Linked DNA regions of Gossypium raimondii: region 1 is linked to region 2. Evidence: chromatin contacts called from public Hi-C data. All regions are on one chromosome and are shown on one strand. Each heading gives the region's core, a stretch centred on a gene start, on an enhancer-like site or on the middle of the called end of the contact. The rest is flanking DNA. Distances are from core to core; before and after follow the strand shown. Region 1 holds the start of LOC128040584 (pentatricopeptide repeat-containing protein At2g36730). Region 2 holds the start of LOC128040635 (mini zinc finger protein 2-like).

What was found. Hi-C and Micro-C count contacts between places; a contact is called where the count stands out from the background.
Region 1: a Hi-C map of leaf shows a contact between it and region 2, with 1.9 times the contacts expected there. The contact joins the promoter of LOC128040584 here to the promoter of LOC128040635 in region 2. A contact is called at or near these places in 2 of 2 Hi-C or Micro-C datasets (both in leaf).

Annotation. Positions count from the first base shown.
Region 1 is chr4:43,578,564-43,585,930 of ASM2569854v1, reverse strand. It overlaps LOC128040584 (pentatricopeptide repeat-containing protein At2g36730), which reads left to right and starts at 3,964. Exons shown (of 1, transcript XM_052629670.1): 1 at 3,964-5,640. The coding sequence starts at 3,964. The coding sequence ends at 5,457. LOC105780066 (ATP-dependent zinc metalloprotease FTSH 6, chloroplastic) reads left to right here and starts at 1,252. Exons shown (of 5, transcript XM_012604173.2): 1 at 1,252-2,094; 2 at 2,190-2,730; 3 at 2,814-3,127; 4 at 3,212-3,452; 5 at 3,536-3,931. The coding sequence starts at 1,505. The coding sequence ends at 3,877.
Region 2 is chr4:43,374,244-43,381,504 of ASM2569854v1, reverse strand. LOC128040635 (mini zinc finger protein 2-like) reads right to left here and starts at 4,166. Exons shown (of 2, transcript XM_052629897.1): 1 at 4,002-4,166; 2 at 3,455-3,906. The coding sequence starts at 3,874. The coding sequence ends at 3,659.

The DNA.
Region 1 (7,367 bases), core at 2,715-5,214, 200 kb before region 2:
TATAAATAATAAATTGAGTTGATTTTTGTTTGACTTGACTAGACTATATTATATCATACCCACAATATGAGTGTAAAAATTATGTAAAAATATATTTATTAAAATTTTAAGCAATAGTTCAATGAATTTTTGGTCAAAATGGTGAAGTTAAAAGGTTTATAAACTATTATGTCTTGATTTTATACAAAATATAAAAAGATAAAATACCCTTAAAACAATATAATTTGCTTTGTATTTTTTAAATAATTTCATAATTAAATTAGTCTTGGTTCACTTGGGACACTAACGTAATTATATGCTTAAATAATAGTATAGATAAATATAAATATAATAGTTACAATTGAGGATGAATCCATTTACACTAGCATAAAAAACTAAGATAGTTGTACGCTCTTTTGCATAATTAATATTTTAACGATCCAATGGCATGTTTTATATTCCATTCACGTAGATCATTCATGTCATAAATTAAAAAAAAAAATTCTAACTAAGTGTTTTATGTAAAAAAATTTCAACTATTCAATAAATATTAATATATACAATATTTTAGATCAAAATGATAGAAATACCGGATTGGTTCGAAAAATTACGTGCACGACAAGTACAATTATATTGATAAATTTAACAATTAAATCATTAAAATATTAATTATATAAAAATATCAACAATTCTCTTTTGCAATAAATATTTGTATTTAATTGTTTATAAAAAAATATTTGGATTTGATTGCTGACTATATTTGTATTGATTAACGTTCACATATAGATAAAAATATAATTTTAAATATAAATGTTTTATTTATAAATTGTATTATTCTTCAATTAATTTTTCATATTTGATTGAGTATAAAAATCCATTTTCAATAATCTAGAGCAACTTTTCTTAGAAAAAGGAAAAGAAAGCTATAACTTTTTTGGGTGTTAAATTTAAAATGTAGCTTTATAATTTTATTTTATTTTTTAAAAATTTAGCGGTAATATTAATATGTATGCTTGAGAAAAATTTTGTACCACAGAGAAAATATAACGTGGCATGTTTTTAGATTGTATGATTCGACACACTAAATACATGAATATTTACTGTTTTAATTGCCAAATGTATGGTTGAGACCAAAAGAGTTAGTCAAAGATTTTGAGGTGTAAAAACACTTCAATGTAGGTGGAGAGCTTGACTATTATAAATATAATGATTAATGGATGAAAAACATAAAATACGTAAACCAAAATTCAGATATTATGAATACCTATGATAAAATTGGAATATGAACACTCGGAAGATATTTAGCTATTCAAACTGAGAATTTCCAGAGAGTTCGAGAAATGGAAAATTTGAGAAACCAAAATTAAATCGCTAGAACTATCCTCCTTTCGTCCCACTATTTAATCCAACTCACTGCAACCTTAAAACATAACCCATCAAGTCAGCCACTGCACAATTTGTTCCAAAAACAGCTGCAAACATATCTTAGTTTGTCTAACTATTTAACAGCTAAAGCCAAAGGACCATGGCAGTGACAGTCTCCCTTTCTGTCTCCCATCTTCCCGGCTGCAAAGCTCATGATTTCTCTCATCTCCCCAAACCAACTAACAAAGACAACCCATCTTCTAAAGCCTCCTCTGACATCAAATTTAGCAAAAGAAACCTGTTGTTGAGTTCAATGGCTTCGGGTCTTATTGGAAGAGGTGTCTTAGTTGGTGAGCCGGTAAAAGCTGAACCAGAGACCCCAATGGAGAGCTCATCAAGTAGACTATCGTATTCGAGGTTTCTCCAGTACTTGGATGAAGGTGGGGTGAAAACGGTGGACTTGTTTGAGAATGGGACAGTGGCCATTGCTGAGATATATAACCCTGCATTGGAGAAAATTCAGAGGGTAAAAGTTCAGTTGCCGGGATTGCCCCAAGAACTGGTGAGGAAAATGAAGGAGAAAAACGTGGACTTCGCCGCTCATCCTATGCAGATGAACTGGTCGGCTGCTTTATTCGGTTTGTTGGGGAATTTGGCTTTTCCCTTGGTATTTCTTGGCACTTTGTTGCTAAGTAGCTCATCTGTTAATAATCCTGGAGGAGGTCCCAACTTGCCTTTCGGACTTGGAAGGTTACTTACATCCTTAAATGTTTACTATAAAAACATTGTTTTAGTTACTTCAACCTGATAACATGAGTATGTACTTGTTGCTTTGTACAACGCAGGAGCAAAGCCAAATTTCAGATGGAACCCAATACAGGAGTCACATTTAACGATGTAGCTGGTATTGATGAAGCCAAGAAAGATTTTCAAGAGGTAGTGGAGTTCTTAAAAACCCCAGAAAAATTTGCAGCAATTGGTGCCACAATTCCCAAAGGAGTGCTTCTAATTGGACCTCCAGGGACTGGTAAGACATTGCTGGCCAAGGCCATTGCAGGGGAAGCAGGGGTTCCTTTCTTTTCCCTTTCTGGTTCAGAGTTCATCGAGATGTTTGTAGGCGTTGGAGCTTCCAGAGTTAGGGACCTGTTTAACAAGGCAAAGGCTAACTCCCCATGTTTGGTGTTCATCGATGAGATTGATGCTGTTGGAAGACAGAGAGGAACTGGGATTGGTGGAGGGAATGATGAAAGGGAGCAAACTTTGAATCAGCTGTTGACTGAAATGGATGGTTTTACTGGTAATACTGGAGTTATTGTCATTGCTGCTACTAATAGGCCTGAAATTCTGGATTCTGCGTTGCTTAGGCCTGGAAGATTTGATAGACAGGTAAGCATTGTCGGATTGTGCACACTCTAATCCCTATTTATTCTCGATGGAGAGTTATACAATTTCTACCAAAATTTGTGCAGGTAACTGTTGGATTACCAGATATAAGAGGAAGGGAAGAAATATTGAAGGTACACAGCGACAACAAGAGGCTAGATAAGGATGTTTCACTCAGTGTAATCGCCATGAGAACACCGGGATTCAGTGGTGCTGATTTGGCAAATCTCATGAATGAAGCTGCCATTCTTGCTGGTAGAAGAAGCAAAGACAAGATCACGATGAAAGAGATCGACGATTCGATCGATCGAATCGTTGCCGGAATGGAAGGAACAAAGATGACAGATGGAAAGAGCAAGATTCTCGTGGCGTACCATGAAGTTGGCCATGCTGTATGCGCGTAAGTAAAATGTTGCAAACATATTCCAATACTCTCTGGAATTCGAGATTGATAGCGGTTCTGATAAGCATTTTGTACTTACAGGACATTGACACCAGGCCATGATCCAGTTCAAAAAGTGACTTTGATCCCTAGAGGGCAAGCTCGGGGTCTAACATGGTTCATACCAATTGAAGATTCAGATCTCATTTCAAAACAACAACTCTTTGCTAGAGTTGTTGGAGGGCTCGGCGGTCGAGCGGCCGAAGAGGTAATCTTTGGTGAGCCAGAGATTACTACTGGTGCAGCAGGGGACCTGCAACAAGTAACTCAAATAGCCAGACAGGTTTGGATCCTTGCTTATTCTAAAGTCGAGTCGGGTCGAACCGCAAATGTGGCTAACAAGTTTTTTGTTTCACTTTCCAACAGATGGTGACAAAGTTTGGGATGTCAGAAATTGGACCATGGGCGTTAACTGATCCTGCAGTACAAAGCAGTGACGTTGTGTTAAGGATGCTCGCGAGGAATTCCATGTCTGAGAAACTCGCTGAAGACATTGATTCATCGGTTAAGAAAATAACGGAAACTGCATACGAGATTGCAAAGAACCATATAAGGAATAACCGTGAAGCCATTGACAAGCTAGTAGAAGTTTTGTTAGAGAAAGAAACTCTTACAGGAGATGAGTTCAGAGCAATCCTGTCAGAATTTGTTGATGAATCTGTAATAAAAGTAGATAGAACTCCTGTTCGTGAGATGATCAACGCTTGAGTCGCTATATACATGTAAATTTACACGTTATTCTATAAAATATATATTATTTCATTCTCAGAGCAGTAATAGCATTGCCGTCCATAATGTCTAATAGGAATTTCATTTCGAAGAAGCATCAGTGTCTGGTTTTCTTAACGCTCTGTTCTTCGATCAAACATGTTTCTCAAATCCAAGCGCAAATTGTCATCTCTAATCTCCACCAAGATTCTTTCCTTCTCACTGAACTCGTTAGATTCTCTTCACTATCTCCATTCAAAAACCTCAGCTACGCGCATTCTCTTCTCATGAACTCACTCAATTCAACTCCGTCTACATGGAATATGCTAATCCGAGGCTACTCTTCCAGTAATTCTCCCCAAAACGCAATCTGGGTACTTAAAGAAATGCGCAAACGAGGACTTAAACGCAATAAGCTTACCTACCCGTTTGTTTTAAAAGCGTGCTCGGAGGCTGAAGCGCTAGAGGAAGGGAGACAGGTTCATGGGGAGATTGTAAAGCATGGTTTAGATGATGATGTTTATGTTGATAACAATTTGGTGCACTTTTATGGGTGTTGTAAGAAGATAATGGATGCAAAGAAAGTGTTCGATGAAATGTGTGAAAGAACCGTGGTTTCGTGGAATGTGGTGATAACCACTTGCGTTGAGAATTTCTGCATTGAGGATGCGCTTGGGTATTTTGTTAAGATGAGGGATTGTGGCTTTGATACCGATGAAACCACGATGGTGATCATGCTTTCAACATGTGCAGAGCTAGGGTTCTTAAGCTTTGGGAGGTTGTTTCATATGCAAGTTATTCAAAGAGGTTTGGTTTTGAATTTTCAGTTGGGGACTGCACTTGTTGATATGTATGCAAAGAGTGGAGATGTTCTATATGCTAGCCGAGTTTTCGAGAGAATGAAGGAGAAAAATGTGTGGACTTGGAGTGCAATGATATTGGGATTTGCTCAACATGGTTACGCTAAGGAAGCCCTTCAACTTTTTAAGGAGATGAAGAAAAGTTCTTGTATAAGACCGAATTATGTCACTTTCCTTGGAGTCCTTTGTGCTTGTAGCCATGTCGGGTTGGTCGATGACGGGTTCCGATATTTTCACGAAATGGAGTATGTTCACGGGATCAAACCTATGATGGTTCATTACGGTGCCATGGTTGACATCTTGGGTCGTGCTGGTCATTTGAAAGAAGCTTACACTTTCACAAACAACATGCCTATCGAGCCAGACCCGGTTTTATGGAGGACATTGCTAAGTGCATGCAGCGTTCATAATGTTAATGGCAGTGACGAAGTTGGTGATGAGGTGAGAAAAAGGTTGCTGGAGTTGGAGCCAAGGAGGAGTGGGAATCTGGTAATGGTGGCTAACATGTATGCAGAATCCGGAATGTGGGATCGAGCAGCAAATGTCCGAAGGTTTATGAGAGATGGAGGGTTGAAAAAGATGGCTGGCGAGAGCTGTCTCGAGTTGAATGGTTCGATTTATCGGTTTTTTTCAGGGTATGATTCTCAATTTCATTGCAATGATATATATCCATTGCTACATACTCTGATCTTACACATGAAAATGATTAGCCTTTCGTAGTTGAATTACTTGGTATGTTAGCTTTTTTCGCTCAAGAACATAGAAAATATTCATTGTACAACATGCAATTTTGTACTGTATTTCTTTGCCCCAATTTTTTCTTGCTTTCAATGCGTCTGGAAGTAGGTAGGTTCAGTTATTCCTATTTTTTTTTCTTAAAATCCTTAAAATGTGATTATATATCACTCCCGATATATATTCAAACATACAATTTTCCAAATATGTGAAAGCACCTATTAAAAAATTATATTTGAACATGAATTTAACAATACAATATTCCAAATACATGAAAACACCTATTTTAATTGATGCAGATTATATTTTTGCTTTGAGTTACTAATTTAACTTTTTAAATTTTTCGTTTTAAACTATATTTTTCTACCAAAAAGAAGATTTTACTTGTGTCGAACATATACATGTAGTTAGGTTAAGTATAGCTCAAGTTGTAAGAAATTTGAGCCTTACTCAAGGCTATTCAACTCGACTAAAATTTAATTTTTTCATTTTAATGTTTAAGAATAATATTTTATTCTTTTAACATATTATGAGTGAGGAATTTTGTGAATTTTTTATTCCATTAGCATTGAATAAATAATCTTATATATATATGTCAAAATTTATAATATTTACTTTTTTTTTGGTTACAATATCAGGGAGGGAAAAGAGGGATGCAAGGTTTAAATCCGTACCATATAGGTGTCAAATAAAAAAAAAAATTCACTGTTCCAAATAAGTCTTGATTATAATTAATACTATATATATATATTGAGAAAAAGTCCAGCTTTCATTAAGAAGTCTAAAAAACCAAAAGCAACATCAGAATGGACCCAAACCAACACTCAACCAAGCATTCCAAGCCCAAATAGAACAAATCAAACCAAATAGAAAACGAAAACAAACAGAACGTAGGAAGCAAACAAAAGAAAAAAAACCCTAAAGAAAACCCAGTGCAGCCCAGCTCCACAACGCAGCAAAAGAAAAGAAATATTGACAAGCACCAAGAGCTGGTCAGAAACGCTTCGGCAAACACCCAAAACACGAGTCAACTTTACACTAATTTAATTTTGAAATCATATCAAAATACCCTTACTTTAAAAGGTAATCGATATTATTATAAAGATTTTTTGTCTTTTAACATTTTTATATAATATTTCAAATAAAATAAATGAAAAACATTATTTGGGAATTAAACACAAACCAACAAATTCAAATAAAAAAATCTCTTACCATTCCACCAATAATCATTTGTTAAAATAATTTTACAAATTATTTTCACTCAGTGACGTCGTTTAGTACTTGTTAATGTTTTAATTTCTATAAATATATAATACCATGAAATAAAAAAAAGAAAATAATAATGTCACGGGCTGCAGTTTAAAGCCCGTCACTGTCACTCAAAAGATGTTCCATGGAGGTCTACATATTAAATGGGGCTAATTTGACCCACGAAAGCTGGTCCAATTCAAAGAACAAGCAATGAAGCTTATCTACTTAAGGCCTTGATGGCTTAGTGAGGCAAATATGGAAAATTGGGCTACCTTGGTAAATGGTGAAAGTAATATTAGAAGATATGTAATCTAATAATATTTGATTTTGTAATCTAGGAGATTATGTAAATCCCTTTATTGTAGATATGCTTCAATCTTGTCTGTCGATGTAACTCGATCTTGTCCGTAGGTTTTAGGGGAGCTCAACTATAGATAAAGAGCCTCCCCTCAATTGTAAATCACCCATTGTATCCATTGTTTTGTGTGTTTTTTGAGAGAGAATATACTGAGAGCATTTAGTCAAACACCTTTCGTGTTTTTTTTTTGTGATTATACTCTTCTTTTGAGCACTCTTTTGGCTTAAGTTGCTTTCGTTATATAAATTGGTGCATTCAAGGAATTCTGCGAGAATCCTCGCTTTGT
Region 2 (7,261 bases), core at 2,917-5,416:
GTGCCTTTTACTTTGTTTGTCTCTTTATTAGGGATTCATTATCATACAAATCATTAAATAATTCTTTTTAAAATTTTAAATTTCATTTATTTTTAAAATATTTTTCGAGTCCTAGGGATGTGTTTTTTCTACTATTTTGCTCCGTTTCACTATTATGTTGATATTATTTTGTAGTTATTGTTTGGATATTGTATAACTCTTGTTTTATTGTTAATTTTGTTACTATTTTAGAGGTATTTGCTTGTTAAGTTGCACTTATATTAGTGTTTTTAAATATGCATATTTTTTAATTTATTTTCAATTTGTTGGGAAACATTTATTATAATGTTTTTAGTATTTTTGATGTATTAGATATATATTTTAAAAAATTATATAAAAAATTAATATTAGCGGGCCTGGCCCAAGCCTAACAAACGAACCTAAGATTTTGGTTGGGCCCGGCCCATGGGCACCTCTATTTACTGACATGTTTTTCTCTTTGTAGTTCATCCGTGTGTATTGATTTGTATTAGTCACATTTTGGGTTACTGTCGGGGTGCTACTGGGACATTCAATAATTATTCATCGTAGAAGAATATCCTTTTTCATTAATGAAATGAGATTTATAAAATACATCAATTCATTCACAATAAAATGATTTTATACACAAGAAATTTTTAGATATCAAATTTAAATTCATCATTTCAAAATTAAGGATAATACATAATTGAATGGTATTGTTTTTGTTAATAGACGTTATGAGGGTGCTAATACATTCCTCATGTGTAACCATACTCCGGAACCCAATTTTTGTTTCATAGATAAAAAATTTATCTTTTTAGCAAAATTAATTTAATTTTAAAATTTTATTAAAAAGATGTTTTTAGATCAACAATCACACCTAATCAAAAAATTGGCGACGACTTCATATTTCTTAAAACCCATGTTGTGAACTTCTCTAGAAAAGCTCATAAGTATCACGACTCCATATCTTTTAAGATACCTTTAGCAGACCTAAAATACCGTTAATACAACCACTTATCTCCAAAGACTCATAAACATCCCATACCATGTATGAGAAAAAATTGTATGAAACTATGATTTCACGTCATCCCTATCTCTTTTTAATAGGAGCACGACAAATCAAAATTTTCCTCCTGGTTTTCAATTTTTTCCTCCTAAAAAAATTTAAATCCAACTAAAAATGCTAAAAATCAGGAGGAAAAATCTGATTTATCATGCTCCTATTTAAAAGAAATAAGGATGATGTTGAATCACAGTTTCATACAAAAAAATAAGGATGACATGAAATTACAGTTTCATACCGTCTCTTCTCTACCATGATAGTTATTGCAAAGCAGTTGTACCCTAAAAAGTGTTGGGATTTATCAATAGTTGAGCCCAAGTTTAACAAGGAAAGATCTGTTTTGACTTGTAATCTTTCGCAATCCCAAGCCTCCATTCCTTTTCGGTTGGCAAAGTGACTCCCACTATACCAAAGAAACTCGCTTCCTTGTTCCACTACCGCCCCATATGAAATCTCAAATCAGCTTTTCAATACCATGCAAATGCTAGCTGGAAAGAGATTTGTCTGCATGGCATAGCTTACAGAACTGCATTTGCTAAGGTTACTCTACCCGCAAAGGACAGTAGATTAGCATTCCAACCACTAAGCTTGCGCCTTACCTTATCATTAATAAAACGAAAATTATCCTTCTTAACCCTTTCATGAAGCACTGACGTCTTTATCAAATTCAAAAGTTGACGAGGTGAAGCATACGAGTAAAATTTGCAATTACAAATAATTCGTATAGCTATAGACTCAATGAATACAATACAAAAAAGAAACTACAACTTACATGGTTTTTATTAGCAAACGATAGAACCAAGAGATCCGATATGTTGTTTGCATGATGGATATTATTCGTGAACGCGTTTTTTTAGGATGGGTGCTTTTGATGATTGGATATGATAGTTTGAATTATGAAGCGATGGGATCTTGATTTTGGGCAAGACTTCTTGTTTGCTATGGTGATGAACTAGATATTTTCTCTCTATTTTTGTCTGGTGTTGAATGTTGAATAGAGTTTGGTTTATTGTCGCGAGGCATGGAGGGGAGAGTAATTCTTCTTCATTGTTATTGTACTCTGTATTACGTTTTGATGATATCTGTGGTGATTAGCATTGTTGTTCTCAACTGTTTTTATTTGGGGGTGTGTGTATAGCTTTTAGATTAATAATGTTGAGAGCTTTTTTCTCACATGGCTTTTGATCTCATTAATAAAAAAAATACAAATAATAAAATTTGAACTTTGAGTAACTCAAAGTGAGACTTCCCTAATCCTTCCGAAGCATCATTATTTGAGTGAGACCTTTTTTATTTTCTCTCATGTTGTGGTGGTATATTTACAAGAAAACACAAATGAATGGTTTAAGCTTTTTTATAATTGCCTTTGAAGTACATATCACTAAGAAAATTTCCCATCACTAACAACCACCACATTAGACCATATTAAGAAATATTCCACTAGTGATTAGATATGTGGGCCTTTGAACTTAAATACAAAGTATTCTTAATTACCATACACATTAGACTTCCACATTTAGGAATTATTCCATGGATTTTTGCCCTCACAACCACAAGATAATGTTGCTCATGGTTTGGCGAAATTAAAATACTTTTACTGCCACTCACCATCAATAATTATCATCTACATGATGTCTGATTAGGGTTGAAAAATATCGAAAACTTACTTTAACCCTAATGTTCCACTCATTTTATTTTCATAGTTCAATTAAGTGAAAATACTTGCAAATGCACAAGTTTGAAAGGAAATTTACTGCTCATAAACAAACAAATTAAGCAATAGTTTCATTCATAACTCATGTTAAAGAGATAGTACGATGTTGATATAAAGAAGAGATGGTACAATCTACATTTTACCTATTTTAATACCTTTATTTATTTTTAACACATTTTTTATACTATCTCAAACAGATTAAATTATATGATATTTCGCACTAACAATAATAACATAATCAAATTAGTACGAAGCCATGCTTAAGTGGAACAACAATATTCCCCTTGCTTCAAGATTACCATATGCATCAAACCAAATAACGCAGCATGTAACCTCGCAATTATAGCAAATTTCGTATGCAGAGACAACTAAAAATTAAAAAAGAAAAGAAAAGAAGATGCTCTAAAGTTGATAGAAATATATTCTCCTAGTCTAGTTAGCGAAAATCATCAGCTTATACTTAATTAGCTGATTGTTCTTCAGAGCTATCAAGTAAGCTTTAGTAACACTTTAAGTATCATGATTTGCACCTAGAGTTTAGGCTACTTCATCTGTTATACCAGAAACCATATTATCATGATTTCATATATAGTTCAATATATCATGAAATTCCCCAAAGCTAGGTCACCCATCAATCAAATTCTAATGTAGCAACTCAAAAGAAAAATCCCCCCTTCATCAAGAACATAGCACAATTTCTTTAATTTTTGACCTCTTTATGAGATAGATAAAGAAGCTAAGATCAAAAAAGAAAAAAAACCCTTCCTCCAAGAAACATATATAACACAAAATATAGGTAACGAAAGAGGTTTGAAATATAAATATATTATTTTTATGCTCCATTAGAAGATGGAGGCGAAGAACAGTGGCCAACAAGCTTAACTTTCAACCCTTCTATGGAAATTCCTATGGCAACCACAAGCAGCACAAGTAAAGGCTGCACCGGTTCCTTCAGCTCCACTGGGGATGAACTCCCTGCACCCATCGACAATATGGCCTCCGGCAGCCGCCGCATGATTCTTTTGGCACTCTACATATCTCACAGTCGTAACGGGCCTTGGTGGATCCACCCTTTTCAGTACTACTCGCTTCATCGTTTTGGCGTCGCTATATCCCCTGAGAAGAACTGAAACCACAATTATCAAATATGATCAATTACCAAGGGACCAAGAAAGTGGAATTAAATCAAAAAAAGATAAAGAGAAAATTACGAGTACTAACATATAAACAAAAAGAGGCAGAGCTATAGTCTGCTAATGTTGTGGCAAAACCCTAACCCTAGTGTATATATTTATAGCATGAACACCTTCCTTATTAGAACATAATATTTAATTTGTATATATATCGCTAATAAACTTAGCTTATAACATCCCTTTACTCTATTATTGTTTTTAAATTTTGATTATAAAATAAGACCCCAAAACACCATTTATTATCATTATCATTATTGTATTGCTTTTCTTTATTTCTTTTTCTCACTAGTGAACCCTAGAATGGTCGTTGTGATAAGATTGTCCAACTTCCTTAACAACTCATTATAGTTGTTTATTATGATTAATTATAGAATAAAAACTATATTACCATTAAGCTAATTTGGAAAACCCTAAAATGATGATAAAACCTTTTTCTTTAATTCAAAACAATGATTGGTTTAAAATGGAATGAATAGCCTTTAAAATTTATATCTATAGATCAAAGCCTAATTTACACTGTGTGGCCCCTAAACTGATGTTAAAAGTCATTGTCTCAGTGCTTTGATACGATGCCAGCAACAATTGTCTCTTCCGTCACCTCTAAACCGGAGTCATTCTGTAGGGGGAAAACACTGCATGTAACAGGTTTTCAGCATATACGTTATCTGACCTCCATTGCCCTGCATGATGTATGTATGAAAATACATTAACCTTTTTCATTCATGACTCTAATTCAACATGTGCGTGCGAATTTAAGACTTGAATAGTAAGATTTCATGTGCTCTTTCTCTTTCCCCCATTACTCGTTTGTTTGCGTAATTTTGTTTTTACCATCACGTGATGGATTTGGTAATGGCCAATGCCTCTTTTCTTTACACAAGTTATTTGTGAAGAAGACATGGATTTGATGCTAACATTTCCACGTGGTTTAATGTTATTTATCGAAATGAATTACTTATTGTTTGTTTAATTTAGATGAAGCTGCTGCATCAAGATATTTTTTGTATCTTGTTCGGTTTCTACTAGGAAAATGGTGAGACAAAGAGGTTGCTCAATCTATATATAATTTTCTTCTTATAGATAAAATCAATTAAAACACAGCTCCTTTACTTCTTTTTATAAAATTTTCTCCTGTCTTTTACCTACATCTAATCTCATAAATTTGAAAACCCACCCTTAATTACTTTATACATGAGGTCACATCTAGTTGGGTTAAAAAGCTGTATGGTTAAAACTCAGTCACTTATCTCTACCCATAATATTTGGATGCTTTTGTTTCCACAATTAATTTAAAATATTATCTAAAATTATTTTCAAAAATAATATGCTTTTTCATTCACTTCAATACGACATTAAAATCTTACGAAATGATATCCAAAAGTCATAAAATAAAACTAAGTATCGTTAAAAGTTTCAAAAACAAAACCCCAACTCACCCACTTTACCCTAAAAAAATCAAGCTACATATTATAATACTATATTATAGTGTGTTTGTCTTTTCATTTGTTTCATATATATAATAAAAAAAAATCTAAGAGAATATAGTTTTCAATATGTTCACTTTAATTTTTAAAAATATATTTATTGATGTTATATTTGATGTTTTCACTCTTCGATCTTGTTTGATTGGCAAAGATGGGGATTAAAAAGCAAAGCATAAGTATCCATATTTACTCAAATGTATGGGCCCTCTTATGTGTTATTACTGAGAATATTTGGGAACACAAAAGTTTAGTAGCTTTATTTTTGTGTTTTTCTTGGGCCCAATTCAAGTAATAAGTATTGAGACCCAAAAGAAAGGAAATTAAATCCTTTTTAAAATTACTTGGTTTGGTGATTGAAATATAGCAAATCTGCCCATCAATGGACATATAGTTAGGTCATGTCGGTATGGACAGCGATGGGAGACTATGCGATGTTGCAATAACATGCCAAATTTTGCCAATTTTGATTACCACCATCCACCAGGTGGGTATGACCAATATTTTATTTAAAAATAATTATAAGAGGTAAGGACATAAATCAAAATTTTCTTCTTCTTTTTTTTTGTAATAAAAACGTTGATCAGACTTTTGGTAATATAAAAAAAAAATTGCATATTAGGTGTGGGGAAAATGTTTGGCAATTACTGAAATAGAGATGCATTGGTCCTACTAGTTAGGGTATTTTATTTAGGTTAAGTGTATGGATATGGAATTATGAAATTAACAAAACACAATTAAAGTAGAAAATATAAAAAGGGGAGAAAGGCACTTACTTATTAAGGATGGATTTGAGGATTGATAAAGACTTAAGTATATGATTATGTTTTAAAATGTTGAAAAGATGAGACCCTCTCTGCCACTCACCAACCCAACCCAACTAAAGATGTCCACAGTAATTAATAAAGCCTATAGTTTCATTTTGGCTTTTTAGGTCTTCAACAAAGCATCTTAGGCTTCCAATTTTATTTCATAATCTCATTTGCAATTTTAAATAAAATATAGTTAATCAGATTTTGGTACCCTGGCAGGTCGGTTTTAGTTCAATTCTTAAGGTATCTACTAGAACGAATCAATAACTAATCTTTTGTATTTTGTAGGCCTATTAAGGCTAAATACTGACAACAAGTTCTAAAACTAAAACATGAATATTTTAAAATGAAAAAAAAAAGTTAAAAGAATAAAATGAATCTACATAACATTAGGGATTCACCAAAGACAAGCGATTTTGGTGAAGATAACCCAATAATAGAGATTAAAGTGGAAAACTTAATATAGAAATAGAAAAGTTGTGTTGATTGATGCAAATTGACAAAAAAAGACTCTTACCCTCTTTGAAACTATATTTTTATCCTATTGCATTGCTTGTCTTCTATGCAAAAAAGCATCTCAAACACTGCGAATAATTAAGAACCCTTTTCCAATTTGGACCACAAAATAGCAAGCTTTGATATATTATTAATTCAGGAAAATCATCTCATAGATTGTCAGTTGTGTTTACAAATATCATTTGCATGCTCATTCATATTTTCATTAACACAAAAAATCATATCAGTAGAAGCGTTCATGGATCAAATCAAGAAATCATCTGATAAAAGTCTTGTTTTTAAAATAGAAAAAAGGGGTCGAAGATAATTAGGTATAGAAAATGCACAACAAAGAATAAGTTGTATGTACTGGGCTGTTCTATTTAAAGATTGATTGAACTTTGAGTTCATGAAATAGGGTCTCGTGGGTAAAAATTAAAATGTAAAGGTTTGGTTATAAATGTTGGGGACCAGAATTGTTATACCAAAATGTAAGGGTA